Linked DNA regions of Mus musculus: all the other regions are linked to region 2. Evidence: chromatin contacts called from public Hi-C data. All regions are on one chromosome and are shown on one strand. The core of a region is the stretch at or near the end of the contact, and the rest is flanking DNA. Distances in the headings are between cores, read along the strand shown.

Region 1 (3,841 bases), core at 440-2,939, 450 kb before region 2:
AGTTGCTAGACAGATGTGCCAGAGTGTGGAGCAGCAGTGTCAGTAAAGGAAGAAAGGGTGACAGTTGACAGTTCTTGGTAGAACAACATCAGATATCCAGACTGGACACTAAAGAAGACCTTGAAAGAATACAGAGAGTTTAGGATTGCTGAAAGCTTCAGCAAGGAGAGACAGGGATGGTTCATTCTGGGAGCCAAGCATGAGAATCTCATACTTGTCCCACTGTGGGGATGCTAGGAGCCCTCCTTGTTAGCCAATTACTAGCATCTATGAAATGAGATAACTGATGTTTGTTGTTAAGTCCTTTCTCATACATACACTTAGGTCTGTCTTTCTGTTGGACTTTGCCCTGTAACCTAGTTAAAAGGAAAACTGAAAACAAGGAGGGTTAAAGGAGCTGCCAGGGAAGCTAGAAGCTAGACAGAGTGAGGAACGATCTGGAGACACGTTCTGAAAGGAAGAAAGGATCTTCTCTCTCCTCTTGATGCAAAGAAGAAAATTTGAATGTTTAGATGGCGAGCCAATGTGCCCAGTATCAAGGTCTACTTTTTAATCTAAGAACGAACTATTTGGAGTTAGACATTCTTGGGTTCAAGTACAGCTTCTCTCTGGTTGGCTGAGTCTTATGGATGACTTTATTTCTTTGAGCCTTCAGTTCACTGTGAAAGGCGAATACTAATCAGTTAACCCATCTGCATACCTGATGCACAGCATGTGTTCATTAAGTGACAAGCATCATGACTTTCTGTGTACGTGTTGTGGACAACATCAAATTCTTGTCCAGTGCCAGCATGATTAAGTGATTTTTATGCACACAAAGAAGTGTGCAGGTTAGCTGTCCCCAACCTTGTTATTTCCATTACAGAGACAGCTATATATGAAGAAATGCTGAAGCCTTATGTAAAAAAAAAGAGGTGGCAATCAGACTTTGGCACATAGACAGGGTGACAAATAGGCTCATCTCATATGCCAACTGGCCAGTTGGTAAGGGAGTCTTGAAATATATATCGTATACAATTCCAAGCTACATCTGGCTCAATAACATACTTTATGATAGACTAGGAATGCCCACTTTGGATTGCAAAGGAGCTCATCAACATGCATGCTGTCTACTTGCCTTCTTTGAACTGAAGCGATATTCTACAGATGCTAGGGCAATCTGGAACAAAACACCAGGCCTGACCTTGCCTACTTGTGCTGATCCCCACTTGCTCCATGTTTTCCTCCCAGCACATCGACGAGACATGGCCCAAGCCCAAACTCAACTGCCTTTTCCTCAGGAAACGTTGGCTGGCATAAATCAAGACCCGTAAACTCACCATGTGGATGACACAGGCTGTGTGCCCAGCCCAGGCTCTGTGAGAGACAGAAGAGGAGGCAGTTGCTTAGTGACATGGTACAAAGGGTGCCTTTGATTCATCGCTCAGCTCCAGCCTTAAGTCCATGGCCAACAGCGAGTAATGGCTGCAAATGGGCAATAGAATGCCTTTAAAAATGTCACTTTGCTGTAAAATGTAAATGTTTAACATTTAGACACCAACACTAACTCCTAGAATGCCTAGCACTGGGTGGCTTTTTTCCCTCATTCTTTTAGGAAATCTTTGTCCTTCCATGGTGAGAGTTTTCACTGTGTGATTTACACCCTTGTGCTTGTTAAATCGCTGGCATGTCTTTCCCCAGATAGGACAGCAGAGGATGAGAGATTTGCAGGGACTTTATGCCTCGCCTGTTGCTGCTGAGTATTGGACATGCAGTATAATCCGACTCCTGCCACTTCTCTGAGGGGCTCTGAACCCTGAACATTGGAACTCCCATTTTATTTCCAATTATCTTAGACCTCAAAATATAAGATGTGTCATTGAAGGTCAAGAAATACCAAAAAGAGTAATAAAGAATATTCACCAGGAGTTCTCTTTTAGACCTGCTCACTGGCTAACTTTGTCTTCCAAGTCTGATATTCAGAGGCTTCAGGTAAGTCAAGGATATATAGCTGGCTCTTTTTTTGAGATGAATTCTTTTTTCTCTAAGATAATTCTAATTGCAGGTTATTCCCCTAGCAACTTTGGCCTGTGGAAAAAGATGGACCTAAGAGTAAACGTAGACCTGCCTTAAGAGATAAGGAAAGACCAAGGATAACCACTGGGCAATGGGCTACGGGAATCACTGGGTATCAATCAAGCTATGTGAGTCCTGGTGGTGGTTTCCTTCTCATCCCACCTAACTTCTATTTCCTATGGAACATATTATGTGTTGGATTTTTCTTCTCATTCTCCACAGGTACCTCTCTCAGCCTTGATCATGGTAGGCACTTAATACCTATTTGTTTAATTAATTAAATAAGAAACGAGTCACAGGCAAACCTAGAGTTTATGTAAGAGATTAGGTTTAATGTTCCAGTGAATGAATTGTACAGCCTCCAAGAAGCCTGTTAACCACTCCGTTCATGATTTAATATTATTCTTATCACAGTGCTTGAAAATAACCAGAGTAGACGTGATTGTTCTTAATTTACCAATAAGAAGCCCAGGCCCAGATAGGTTACAGAGTCTTTTTGAGATCATATTGAATTGGTGACAAAGCCAGATGAAAATTCGCTGTTTTAGATTTCAGTTCCAAAATAAATTTGACAGTCTACTATGTTGAAAGCTCACACCCTGTGTCCTCATAGCATCTGGAACATCTAAAATGGGGCTAGGATGTGGTAAGAAAGGAAGCTGAGGGAATTTGCAAGACTCTGAGAGTGGGTACTTCCTTCCATGGTATACCTAGGTTTTGCTCATCTTATCTTTATCTCAGCCCCGGGGATCTTTCATGTGGATATTTGAATAGAAAGTGCCAAGGACTGACAAGAGTTCATTTTCTTGCCACTTAAATGACAAAGTGGATGTTTCTCACTCAGAGAAGCCTAAAGAGTAAACAAATGTGCATACAACCAAACGCTGATCCAGGCTGACGCCAGGGTACTCTCTTTGCACTGTTCCTAACAGGGTAGTTCATACCACTTGCCAGTAGCTCTTGATGAAACCTAAACCTTTCAGAATTCACCATGCATATTTGATGATAATATGTAAAAAGCCCAACTCACACTGTCTTAGACACAAATGAAAATGTACCAGGAAGAGACTAGAGGACTAGAATGCTTTATATTATTCAAGGGATAAAAGATTCTTAAGGATCACTGGAACTGGGACTTAAATAACCCTACCAGCTTGTTCGGGTTTTATCACGAGTAGCCTCTTCTCTCTCCCTTGCTTCTGTCATAATCTTATTTCCTCAGCAACTGGGAAAATGAGTCACTGATAGTTCTCAAGCCTCCTGGCCTAAATCTTGCCCTTGGTGAAGGAATGACCTTCTTCTCTTACTTTGTGTTAAAAAAAAATGAAGAAAGACTCTTACAGGCCTAATTTACCCTGGGATCGATGAGTAGGTCCATAGCTAGGGTCATAGATAACTAATAAAGCCACTGGACCATCTCTTTGTATATAAGCTAGAGTAGAAGCATTGTGAGCCCAATAGCCAACACAATAGTTTTCTATGGCCACAAAGTATAATCAATAATGGCACAAGACTGGAGTACTGCCTGAGGCAGCCTAGCAAGGGTGGCAGAGCCAAAGCAGGCAAACGAGTTGCCTATAGGAAAGCCATGCTCTGAACCAGTTTTATTTTCTTGGACTGTTTTGTTGTTAAGTCTTATACACGATTATCTTGTTAACCACCTGAACATTTCAAATGTAGCTGGGCTACAGAGACAAGCATATTATTATTCAGTGGCCAAAACAGCCCTCCTTGTGGTCTCTAAGGATCCTTATTGAAGAAGTCACAGAAAGCTCTAACCTATTAC
Region 2 (3,343 bases), core at 26-2,525:
TGTTTTCTGAGATCCCACACTCCACCCTTGAGCTTGAGGAAAGACATCCTACCCCTCTCTCATCCTAATCTCCCACATCCTCTGTCAGTGTTCCCTGAAGCTCTTCCTACAGAGCAGGGGCTGCAGGATGACACTGGCCAGCCAAACCTTAGTAGTGGTTTCTCAGCTTGGACCCTGTCACAAACCAGTAGTGTGTCCTCTTGCTTCAAGTGCAACAAACACTCATTGAGGACCCCACTGAGCAACTCCCTGGTCCTCAGCCTCTCTGGATTTGGTAGCTCGATTAAGACATGCCTTGAACACTATGATAAGGCACCATGACCAAGGCAACATTAAGAGAAAACATTTGATTGAGCTCACAGTTACAGAGGATGAGTCTATGACCATCACAGTGGGGAACATGGTAGCCCACAGACATGGTACTGGAGCAGTAGCTGAGAGCTAATATTGATCCACAAACAGGAGATAGAAAGAGACAAAGATAACTGGGAATGACATGGGCTTTTGAACCCTTAAAGCCCACCCCCAGTGACACACCTCCCTCCAACAAGGCCACACCTCCTAATCCTTCCCAAACAGTTCCACCATAGGTGGGCGTATGGGAAGGGGGAATAAGCATTCAAACTTAATGAGGCTATAAGGGCCATTCTCATTCAAGACACCAGGAAGGATAGAAGGCAGGTGTGGTTGTCAAGGATATACCAAAAGGAACCCCCAGCAGGATGACAGGCCTCAAGGATGGAGGAGGTCTAGGGACCACTCCACGGACTGTAATCGCAAGAAAACACCCCTCTACACATTGCCTTCAGATAGCCAGTGACCTTAGAACTGGTTCATCTAATTGGAGAGGGGGAGTGGGTTCTAAAGAAAGCTAAAAATATTTGAGAAGCGCCCTAAACTTAAGCTCACAGTGAGTTGGAAGAACACATCACTTGTGTGAGTCTAGCTGGAGCCAGAGATAGATTTCAGGCATCCTCCTCTGCTTCTTTCAACCATATATTTTAAAACCGTCTCTCACTGAGCCTGGAGCTTGTTAGCTTGGTAACACGACCAATGAGCCCTAAACAAATGAATATTTGTTTTCAACCCTTAAGGTCAGAGCTCAGGCTTTGCAACTTTGACACACCACATGTGGAGGTCCTGGTGGTGAGGCCCTGTCTTTGCACATGGTACTCAAGTGTAAAAGCTGTAGAACCTTGCTGGGGCCATGGCACATTTCCACAACTCCGCGTTTGAGCTCCTCTGCTTGAAACATGCCGGCTCCCTTTCTTTTTATAGCAAACGGAGACAGCAACTGTCACACATGGCCTGGCAACTTCTCGTCTCCAAGCCAACATGTGAAAGGAGTCAGGGTAATGTGTTCTAAAAATATTGGTGCAGTGCTGAAAAATGCATATTTCCAACATGTTCTCCTTCAGATCCCTTTGCCTTGGCAGGCAGGCAGGCATTACCTCTGCATGCTTTCTGCGCTGTGCATACCAGGCCCATCCTTAGCCAGGGCGACTTTGCCATTGTTCATGCTCTTCATGAAAGTGGCACCAGTAGATAATCATAGAGAATTTTAAATATTATTTAGTGGTCCAGCCAACAAAACTATTGAGGCTGGGAGATGGCTAAGTAGGTAAAGAGCTACCCACACAAGCACTGAGTCCTGGTTTCTGATCTCAGCACCCGTGTAAAAGACAGGCATGCTGGCATATGCCTGTAACTCAACTCTGGGTATGACAGAGACAGATGGATCCTGGGGACCTGCTGGTCAGCTAGTCTAGCCAAACAACAAGACAGGCTCCAGGCTCGGTGAGAAACCCTGTCTCAAAAAAATAAGTGGACAGAGGTAGAGGAAGATACCCAAAGTCAATATGGTGAGTGCAGCCATCTATAAATGAGCACATGGATGCAGACATGTACACAATGATAAAAACATATACAAATTCCAAAAGCAAAACTACTGTATAGTCACTATTATATTGTCACATATATTTGTATATATATGCACATATATAAACATATGTGTATGTGTGTGTGTATGTACCTGTACAAGTACATATATGCATATATAAAACCTTTGGTCCCTCTTTTAAAAAATGTGAAGGGCAATGTGTAAGCAGACAGGCAAGTAATGGGGCAGGAAGATAGTCAAAGTGACAAGTAAAGATGCACCATGTGACATTAGGGAAGCGCTAATGCACAGCAGGAGCTTGTGGGAAGAGTGTTAAGAATCAGGGAAGACTTAATTGAAAAGACCAGGCTTTATGTAGGACTTCCTAGAGAGGGCTGCCATCAAGAAAGTGTTCCTTCCAGCAGAGGAAAGAGAGAGGACAGGTGTGAAGTGCCTTGAACCGCAGGCAGCACAGCATGCCTAGGACAGGGAGCATGCTCAAGGAACAGACTGCAGGGAAGATATGGGACATAGCTTCAATGAAACCCAGAGACATCTTTACATCTTACATTGGGAGCTTTGACTCAAGCATCTTGTTAGGTGGGAGACCAAGCCACCTCAACCCCCCCCCCCCCCAAATGGCATCATGATACCTGCACAGTATACAGATGGCCTTGATATCAGTAGAAGAATGAGTCCCTGAGACTTGACCCAGAGCAAAGAAACCAGACACATTAAATAGCCACTGGTCCAGGTGAGAACTGCCCAAGCCTGAGCTGGGACAGTTCCACTGATGAAGTTCTGAGGAAAGGCACAGATAGTGAAGCGGAACAACTGGTAACTCCGAGTTACTTGAGGTAGAAAAGCATTTGCTATGTGAGCAGATGATGAGATGGCGCCCCCTTGAGTATGAATGAGAGAACAGGCTTGAATGGGAAATACAAGGATGAGTTTTGCAAAAGGCAGAGGCTTTCAGATGAAAATTGAAGAGGTCATCTGTCTGTGAGTCTAAGAAGACAGGCCTGGGCTAGAGGAGTAAATTTAGGAGCCTGTCTTCTGGGTATAGGTGTCTGTGATGTCAGTGGGAAAAGAAGGAGCAAAAAGGGTCAAAAAGAGCTATCTTTGACAATCAGGTCTGGGTTTGAGGTCTGTGTCTACCCCTGCTCGCTAGGCAAGTAACCTAAAGAAAGTTGTGTAGCCACACTGAACCCCACTCTTCTCCGTGATTCAAAGGAGGTGAGAATACAACCTTAAGAGGCTTCTTAGAATTTGATTGTTAATTAAATAAATACAAAATTCTTACTGTGTGTTTGAACCTAGAAACACCAAGTGGACATCATTCATGCTTCCATCCTCATGTTAGGGTGGAGCATCCATTAGATGTGTATAACACAAACAGTATTACTGAAGATACAAGGAAGTACAGCACGGGATAATGGATGTCGGGGCTCTGGCACTATTTAT
Region 3 (3,630 bases), core at 1,007-3,506, 500 kb before region 2:
CTATTTCCAGGAGAGTTGGATAAACTTGGACCTGTCCTTTATTTCTTGAAGATTACACATATTTCTTGAAAAGCTCTCCCAGCATTTAGCAATGTCTACCAAAGCCCAGAAATTGTGTGTTGGGTGGATTCTTTGCAAAGTCATAATCTTGGAGTCTAGAGTATTAGAAAACCCATATCTGGGGTTGCCCAATAGATATGTGGGTTCTTGAAAAAGTCACTCCAAGTGTCTTCCTTGAGCCTGCAAAGGGGAGAGGGTCATACCACTTCCATTTAAATTGAGAATCTTGTCCCCAGCATCCCAGCATCTTCTCTGCTGGCCTCCTGCCGCTTGCTACCTTTCTTGCAGACTTTTCAGAGGATGACAGGCTTCTTTCCTAAACATATCATTGCATCTCTTCCAGCACATTCTCTCTTCTAGGAATGTCACAAATGAATTACCATGAGGTGTTGGCACGGGGCCTCAGCCAGCAGGAGCCAATTATTTTTTTTTTTAAAATTCCAAGCAAATTGGATCAGTGTTTCACAAGTTACTGGCCAAGATTCTCCAGAAAGTTGCACTGCCTTCCTTTGCTGTGTGTACATCGCTGACCCAAATATGTACAAATGACATCTTTCCTAGGTCCTCACGCCTAGCTTTGTTCTGTTAGGATGGCAGCAGCTCCCACCCATTTGCAGGAATCTAACTGGACCACTTCACTTCCTCAAGCTGTAAAGGGATGTTTGATCAGCCCAGATCATTTGATTTCTTAATGAGGTAGCACAGACTCCCCTTTTGCCAGATGGATGGAGCTGCACCTATTTGTGATACAACTTAATCACACTTTGCTTTGCTGTCAAGGCCGTGTTTCGGGGAGGAAATATGTTCTCTTGGCTAGATGTAACATACTCGGTCCAAATCTGGCATCTCCAACTGAGAGAAAAGAGGCTTTATTGAAACGGAACATGTAAGAATATATGTGGTGGTTAAAATACATTAGCAATCTGCACAAGGGGAGATTCTGCCGGATTGGATTTGCATCCTTAACAAAATTATTTGTGGAGAGCATGGTCTCTGCCTTCGTCACTGTGCACCTCAAATGGCCATTCAGGAACATTTTTGCCTGAGGGATAAAAGGAGGAGCCTAAGCTGTCAGGTTGTGGGAGATGGCCTGCTCCTGAGGGATGGATGGCTTTTGTCATTTAGACAACTACCCTAGGACTTAACACATCTCTGTAGGCATATCTCCTACCACCTAGAGCAAATCTTCCCATAAAGCCCCATTTTCTTTCTCTCTTCCTTCCTTCCTTCCTTCCTTCCTTCCTTCCTTCCTTCCTTCCTTCCTTCTTTCCTTCCTTTCTTCCTTCCTTTCTTTCTTCCTTTCCTTCTTTATTAAGAGAGGGGCAGCTCTTTTGGTCAACCCTTTCCACCTGCGATAGTGTGTTTCTTTTGTTGTTTTATTTTATTTTATTTTATTTTATTTTATTTTATTTTATTTTTTTAACTACTGGCAAATATATGAGTTCATTGAAATATCGAGCACTCAGTAGAAGATGGTTTTGAAACTTACAGGGAAACTACTTGAGAAGCTTCAGGCTGTGCTTTGTCTAACCAGAGCTGTTCTCTTGGATCTTGAGGATGTCACCTCAGAGCAGGATCTAGAGTTTGCTGTTTGCACCAACCACTCAGAGCGTTCGCTCAGGAGATCACTAGAGCCAGATCTCCGGGCTTGCTTCTCTCAGTCTGCATCCATCACCTCGCATCCATCGCCTCACATCCATCGCCTCGCCATAGCGAGAGGAGAGGGGGTTTTGCTGATGTTGTTGTTTGCTTGCTTCTATTTTCCTTTGAGAGGTAAAAATATTCCTTCTCATTGAGATACTAATTTTGGTTCTTTTCAGTTATTTCTAAGCCACAGAGTAGAAGGCATCACATTGACATTAAAATGTATGCGATGGTACTCCTTACATATTCACATCTCCCGCGCATGAATAACTTGTACTCTCTGCCTCCAGGTTTTGGGTTATTGTGCCTCATAAGCACCAGGGATTGCTCACGGCTATCCCTTGGTGTCATGCCATCTAGACCAGGAGTCCTGAGCTGCTGAGGACTGAAGTTCCTTCTGTGACTATCCTGGCTGTTGTTTGTTAACTTAATACAAGCTATAGTTTCTGAGAAGAGGGAGACATAACTGAGAGAAGGCTTCCATAGCGTTACACTCTATGCAAGCCCAAGGAGCGTGTGCTTTGTCGGTGAGTCATGTGGGAGCACTTCACACTTTGTGGGTGCTACCACCCCTGGATAGGAGGTGCTGGGGTGTATAAGAAAGCAGGCTAAGCAAGCAAGGAGGAACGATAAGTAAGACTCACTTCTCCATGGCCTCTGCATCAGCTCTTTCCTCCAGGTTCCTGCCTTGAGGCTTTGCCCTGACTTGCCTGGACGATGAACATTAGGCTGTAAGATGAAATAAACTCTTGTTTCCCCAAGTTGATTTTGGTCATGGTGTTTTATGACAGCAATAGCAACCCTATACACTGACAGTCTACAATCATGGCTTCTTGACGCAGAGCCCTGGGACCTCAATGCTGCGGGGATGTGAGTCTGAGAAGATTCCATCTGGGACCCCCAAACAGTAATGCTTTTAGAGAAGAAAGGAGAACAGAGCAATTCTCTCTCCATTTTCTCCTAGGGAGGCAGAGCTGAACACAGGGTGAATTTTTTTTGGAGCCCCCTCCCTCCTTGTTTTTACAATTTCTTTTTAGAAACCATCGATACAGCTATCTTCTCATCCCTAAGCCCTTTCACGGCTGTGTAGAACAAGCCATTGTTGTCCATCTCAGTAAGCTGGGATTGAGTCTTTTTACTCCACCTTGGGGGTAGCCCTACAGGAGATTCACAGAAGTCAGAGGATGCCCTTGGTGCTACCAAGCCCCAGCCACTCCACAGTCTGAAACGAGGTGAACTGTTAATCTGTGGGGAGGGTGCTCGATTCAGATGGACAGCATGTCCCAGCTGGGTGGCTCAGATCCCAAAATCTTATGAAGATATGTGAATCAGTCCTTTCAGACACACACTGCCCCTTTTCTCATCAAGGACACACACAGCACCATGGTGGCCGGCCTGGGCTGGCTTCCCACGACAGCTGCAAGTTGCATCTGGAGCCACCAAGTCCCCTCCTTCCTTCAGTTTTGAAGCTACGTCTGGCTCACAGTGACAGAGTCCTGTCTTCTGGGCGACATCATCTGCCCCTGCATCTCACTTCTGGTGGAAGTCTCCTAGTGCTTTGGATATCTCTGTGTCCCTCATATCTCATGTGGGAACTGCACCAATTGCTAGTTTCAGGAGACTCTTATTCAGCCTTCATATCAGTCACACTGTCAGGAGAAGGGAGAGAAAAGACACTGGTGGCTCCAACACCTGACATACTGAGTATTGTCTCTGTTCCCTACAGCACCCCCACGGAGCAATGGTTTCTTCTCCCACCTTATAGAGGGATCCACAGGCTACCAGGCTTAACTTGTGTCTATATTTCTCACAAAGGCCACAGAGCAGTACAAGTGGCATATGTTCTACATTTTCAGCATTCAAATATGTAAGTATCTTTGGGGGTTGAATAGCAAATACATAATGACTTGCACATGTCTAATGTAC
Region 4 (3,784 bases), core at 119-2,618, 360 kb before region 2:
ATCTATAACACTGGTTGCCACTCAGCAGGAAGTTAGATGAGGCTCTTCTTGATGATTTTGGTCTTGAAAATAATTTTGTGTTCTGGGATTGACCAGGGCATCAAGGTCCCTCCTCTCCATTTTATATTTCTAAGCCCCCAACTATTGCCAATAGCTTTAACCTCTGGCCTGTTCTAGTCTCTGTGTCCCCCTTCTTACTTATAATCTCCCTGATTCCTCAGGTCTTCACTTATATCTGTATCAGTTCAGCCACTCATAAAGAGAACTGGATGCTGAGGCAGTGTGTGCTCAGAAGCTCCAGGATCCCTGCAGCAAAAAGTCTCTCCCAGCGACTGTCCTTTCTTTTTTCTTTTTTTAAAGATATACTTATTATAATACATAAATACACTGTAGTTGTCTTCAGACGTGCCAGAAGAGGGCGTCAGATCTCATTACAGACAGGTGTGAACCACCATGTGGCTGCTGAGATTTGATCTCAGGACCTTCAGAAAAGCAGTCAGTACTCTTACCCACTGAGCCATCTCGCCAGCCTGTGACTGCCCTTTCTATACCCATATAACTCAGGCCTATGGAGGGAATTCATTTTACACTTGGCCCTTAGTTATTGGGGAAAAAGGATGCACACAAACACAGTAGAAGCTTACATATATTTACACATATGGTCAGATGAGCCTAATAAACATGTTTGTCCAAATGGTTGTACATAGGCAAACAGTCAAAAGACTACATCAAACATACATGTTCGTGTACGCACATGCACACACACAAACACACACACCCTTGCATATCCATTACTAATTAAAATTTGCTACCTCTCTTGATTCCATTTGTAACTTTAGCATCTGCAATAGTAAATGGGATAACGTGAGTGTGCCTTTAGCTTTTAGTGGATAAGTACATGAAGCACACGATGACCAAAGAAAATCGCCTTGGACTCCAGTCTGAGTCAGAATCCTTGGAGATTGAACTACCCCATATAGAGAGACAAAACTCCAGGTAGTGTGACAGGGACATCTGACCTTTCCCTTACTCTTAGTAAACTTCCAGCCAGGTGGAACTCAGGTGTCCCTGCACACCTGGTTTCTATCACAGATGTTCCTCCCTAGGCAGAATTCCTAATTCTCCACCACACTCCCGCTCCTAACCATATCTGCAAGTCCCTACATCACAAGAAAGATTGTTTTGATATTTGCCATAACATTTCCTGTTTTTCTTTATTTCTCAAACTGTGACAGATTTTTTAGGAGCTTCATCATGCCTACCAGGCTATCCTCCACCCTCTACAGTATGTCAGTTCCATGGATCTAGGGAGTAACTTCCTTCCCACCAACATGGGCTGCCTCCCAGCCTCACTAGTCACCAGCAGTGAGTCATGAGGAAGGAAGGAGCCCTGCTGCTTCTCAACATTGCCTGGAGCTGGAGCACATGGCTCAGGTTGTCCCTGCCCCCGCCTCTGGCTTGAGGCCAGTGGCCAACTAACATCTGCTGGTGGCAGGGGGTGGGGAGCAGATTCAACAGAGCAGCTTCACATCCAAGCTCTCTCTCATTTAACCCTTTCAGTAGCCCCATGTGACATAAATTTCTATCCTCCTTTTATAGCTGATAAAACAAGGCGCCAGAAAGCCCAAGCTCGCATAGCTAGTTGGAGACAGCACTGGAATACATCTGTTTGGCCCTTTGTATTCTGCCAGGCTGGTCCATGGTCTATCTCTCAAGACCATGGTTGGGGAGGTATTGATGGTGATTCCAGCCCTATACCAACCGGATCCTTTTCCTTCCTGAGTGAGGTCAGAGTCTTTTGTTCCTGGCTGACCTCACTATGTCTTCTAAGTAGGCCTGCCTCATGGGGTTATATACTTTGCTGCCTGCATGAATGGACCCGGGTGACCTCCAAGGTGGACTGAACTCCAGCCAAGATTCCTCGGGCAAAATCTGTGTTGGCCCAATGGGGGTGTCTCATTCTTTCTAATGCACAAAGGTCTTAGTGAAGGTTTGGAAAGGCTGGGTTTTAAGAAACCAAGAATATTTAAGTGCCTTGGAAATCGTTCAAGAGAAACACTTTAATGTAGTCCAGGCTTGCTGGCCAGAAACTGTGAGGTTTTCTTTGACTCCTGCACCTAACCAGATGCCCGGATTCAGGTGCACACATGCAGGTGGAGCTAACCAGGTGTGCTTATTTGAACAGAGCCAAGGGAGACAAAGGGGGAGGCAGCAGAGGCTGCGGAGAACAAGGAAGAAAGAACAGGCAGATGCATGATTGGGAGACTATACTTTAAGAATTATTATTATTATTATTATTATTATTATTATTACTACCATTACTATTATTATTTCTACAAATGGTATTTTAAGTGTTACAGCTCTGGGGGGAAGGTATCCTGGCAGTCAAGAGCCAAGGTATACCACAAAGTCACGCTGCACAACAAATCTCATACAAGACATCTATTGAGAAAGACATAACAGGGTGGCTGCCTCTTCTCATGAGAGGAACAGCATAGAACTGAGCAGGAGGCAGGCTTTATGTAGGGTTCTTGGTGGGGGTGTGTGTGGATGGCAGCTTTCCAGGATGACCTGGTATTGGTAGAATTCTGTGGCCTGACCTTGGAGAAAGCTCAGGGACTGGTGTGATTCTTTGGCCTGATCTTGGGCTTCTTGTGTGTGAGTGTGTGTGTGTGTGTGTGTGTGTGTGTGTGTGTGTGTGTGTTTAGGTCAGTCTGAGTGCCTGCATCTCAAGGGGGTTGTAAAGGGTTGTTACAACCCTTAGAACAGTTTGGGGGTGGGGGCCTGGCTACTGGTACCTCAAGGGGCTTACAGTAGTAGTATTGAAGCTCTTTCCTACCAGGAAATGACAAAGGAAAATAGGGAATAGGAGTGAGGACTGGATGTTGCAGGTAGACACATTTTATCTCAGCACTTGCTATGATTCCCTACAGGACTTTCTAGGATCTGACAATCTGCCTGGGGAGGGAGTGGTACTCCCCATCTTCTCTAGCATCATCCTCATCCCCAGGACTCCTCAATTTCTGTGGTCCAACCATATTGGCCTCTTAGATACTCTAGCTTCCCTTTTCCCTTCTTCTAGCTTCTTACCCCAATTTGCTTAACACTAAATTCAGGTAGGTACTGCACCATATTGTATGTAATTATAAAACTTGTCATTTTGTATTGTGTGACTAGAATTAAAGATATATTGCTACTTGATGGCATTAAGTTGTTAGGTGGAAATTACTCTACTTAAGAGTAGCCCATGATGCTAAGTAAGGAGGCACACTCCTGTAATCCAAGTATTTGGGAGAGAGAGATGAGTGATCAGGAGTTCAGAGCCAGCCTGGACCACAGAACAAGTTTTAAGGTCAGCCAGGACTGTGTGAGACCCTTTCTCACAAATAAGGAAGAGGAGAGTAAGGGAAAGGAAGAAGAATGGGAAGAAGAAAGGAAGGAAAAGGGAGATATAGAGAAAATAAAAAGGAGGAGAAAAGGTAAAAGTAAAAATAAACTAAGTAAATAAATAGCATACAACACTAAACCTTCAAGGAATAGATGGAAGTCCTGAGGGGTAAGGTGGTTCAGGACCTTGTGTGGCAAAATTAGTAGCAAAACTCTTCTTTTGAGAAGTTGAGGGATAGTTATATTTCTCCAGGAGAAAGTCTTGGGAGGAATCAGGTAATGAAGAGTAAGGTTTTAGGGTGTGGCAAGATGGGGCATCTTGGGAATATTTTAAGGAAAGGAAGGTTTTAGTGTATAATCTGAAGCTGTGGGGATTGCTACAACTAAACCCTGTTTT

Evidence for each region. A called contact is a pair of places that touch in the nucleus more often than the background predicts.
Region 1: a contact with region 2 is called in a Hi-C map of cerebral cortex, with 5 times the contacts expected there. The contact joins two enhancer-like sites. A contact is called at or near these places in 4 of 484 Hi-C or Micro-C datasets (cerebral cortex, cortical neurons and neural progenitor cells).
Region 3: a contact with region 2 is called in a Hi-C map of cerebral cortex, with 7 times the contacts expected there. The contact joins two enhancer-like sites. A contact is called at or near these places in 2 of 484 Hi-C or Micro-C datasets (cerebral cortex and uterus) and 5 of 115 datasets of contacts at active chromatin or transcription factors (embryonic basal ganglia, embryonic stem cells and neural progenitor cells).
Region 4: a contact with region 2 is called in a Hi-C map of cerebral cortex, with 4 times the contacts expected there. The contact joins two enhancer-like sites. A contact is called at or near these places in 5 of 484 Hi-C or Micro-C datasets (the N1E-115 cell line, cerebral cortex, cortical neurons and 1 more).

The regions. Positions count from the first base shown.
Region 1 is chr9:50,062,514-50,066,354 of GRCm38.p6, reverse strand. No RefSeq gene overlaps it. Among named protein-coding and RNA genes, the nearest start is that of 2310003N18Rik, 170 kb to the left of the region's middle. Within about 2 kb of position 1,689, at least 33 of the 459 cell types and tissues checked have an H3K27ac peak or open chromatin away from gene starts, as enhancers often do. A contact at or near this core is called in cerebral cortex, where this site is marked.
Region 2 is chr9:49,616,838-49,620,180 of GRCm38.p6, reverse strand. All of the region lies in intron 1 of Ncam1 (neural cell adhesion molecule 1), which reads left to right. Among named protein-coding and RNA genes, the nearest start is that of Gm11149, 100 kb to the right of the region's middle. Within about 2 kb of position 1,275, at least 14 of the 459 cell types and tissues checked have an H3K27ac peak or open chromatin away from gene starts, as enhancers often do. A contact at or near this core is called in cerebral cortex, where this site is marked.
Region 3 is chr9:50,118,232-50,121,861 of GRCm38.p6, reverse strand. No RefSeq gene overlaps it. Among named protein-coding and RNA genes, the nearest start is that of 2310003N18Rik, 110 kb to the left of the region's middle. Within about 2 kb of position 2,256, at least 27 of the 459 cell types and tissues checked have an H3K27ac peak or open chromatin away from gene starts, as enhancers often do. A contact at or near this core is called in cerebral cortex, where this site is marked.
Region 4 is chr9:49,978,680-49,982,463 of GRCm38.p6, reverse strand. No RefSeq gene overlaps it. Among named protein-coding and RNA genes, the nearest start is that of Gm25633, 150 kb to the right of the region's middle. Within about 2 kb of position 1,368, at least 91 of the 459 cell types and tissues checked have an H3K27ac peak or open chromatin away from gene starts, as enhancers often do. A contact at or near this core is called in cerebral cortex, where this site is marked.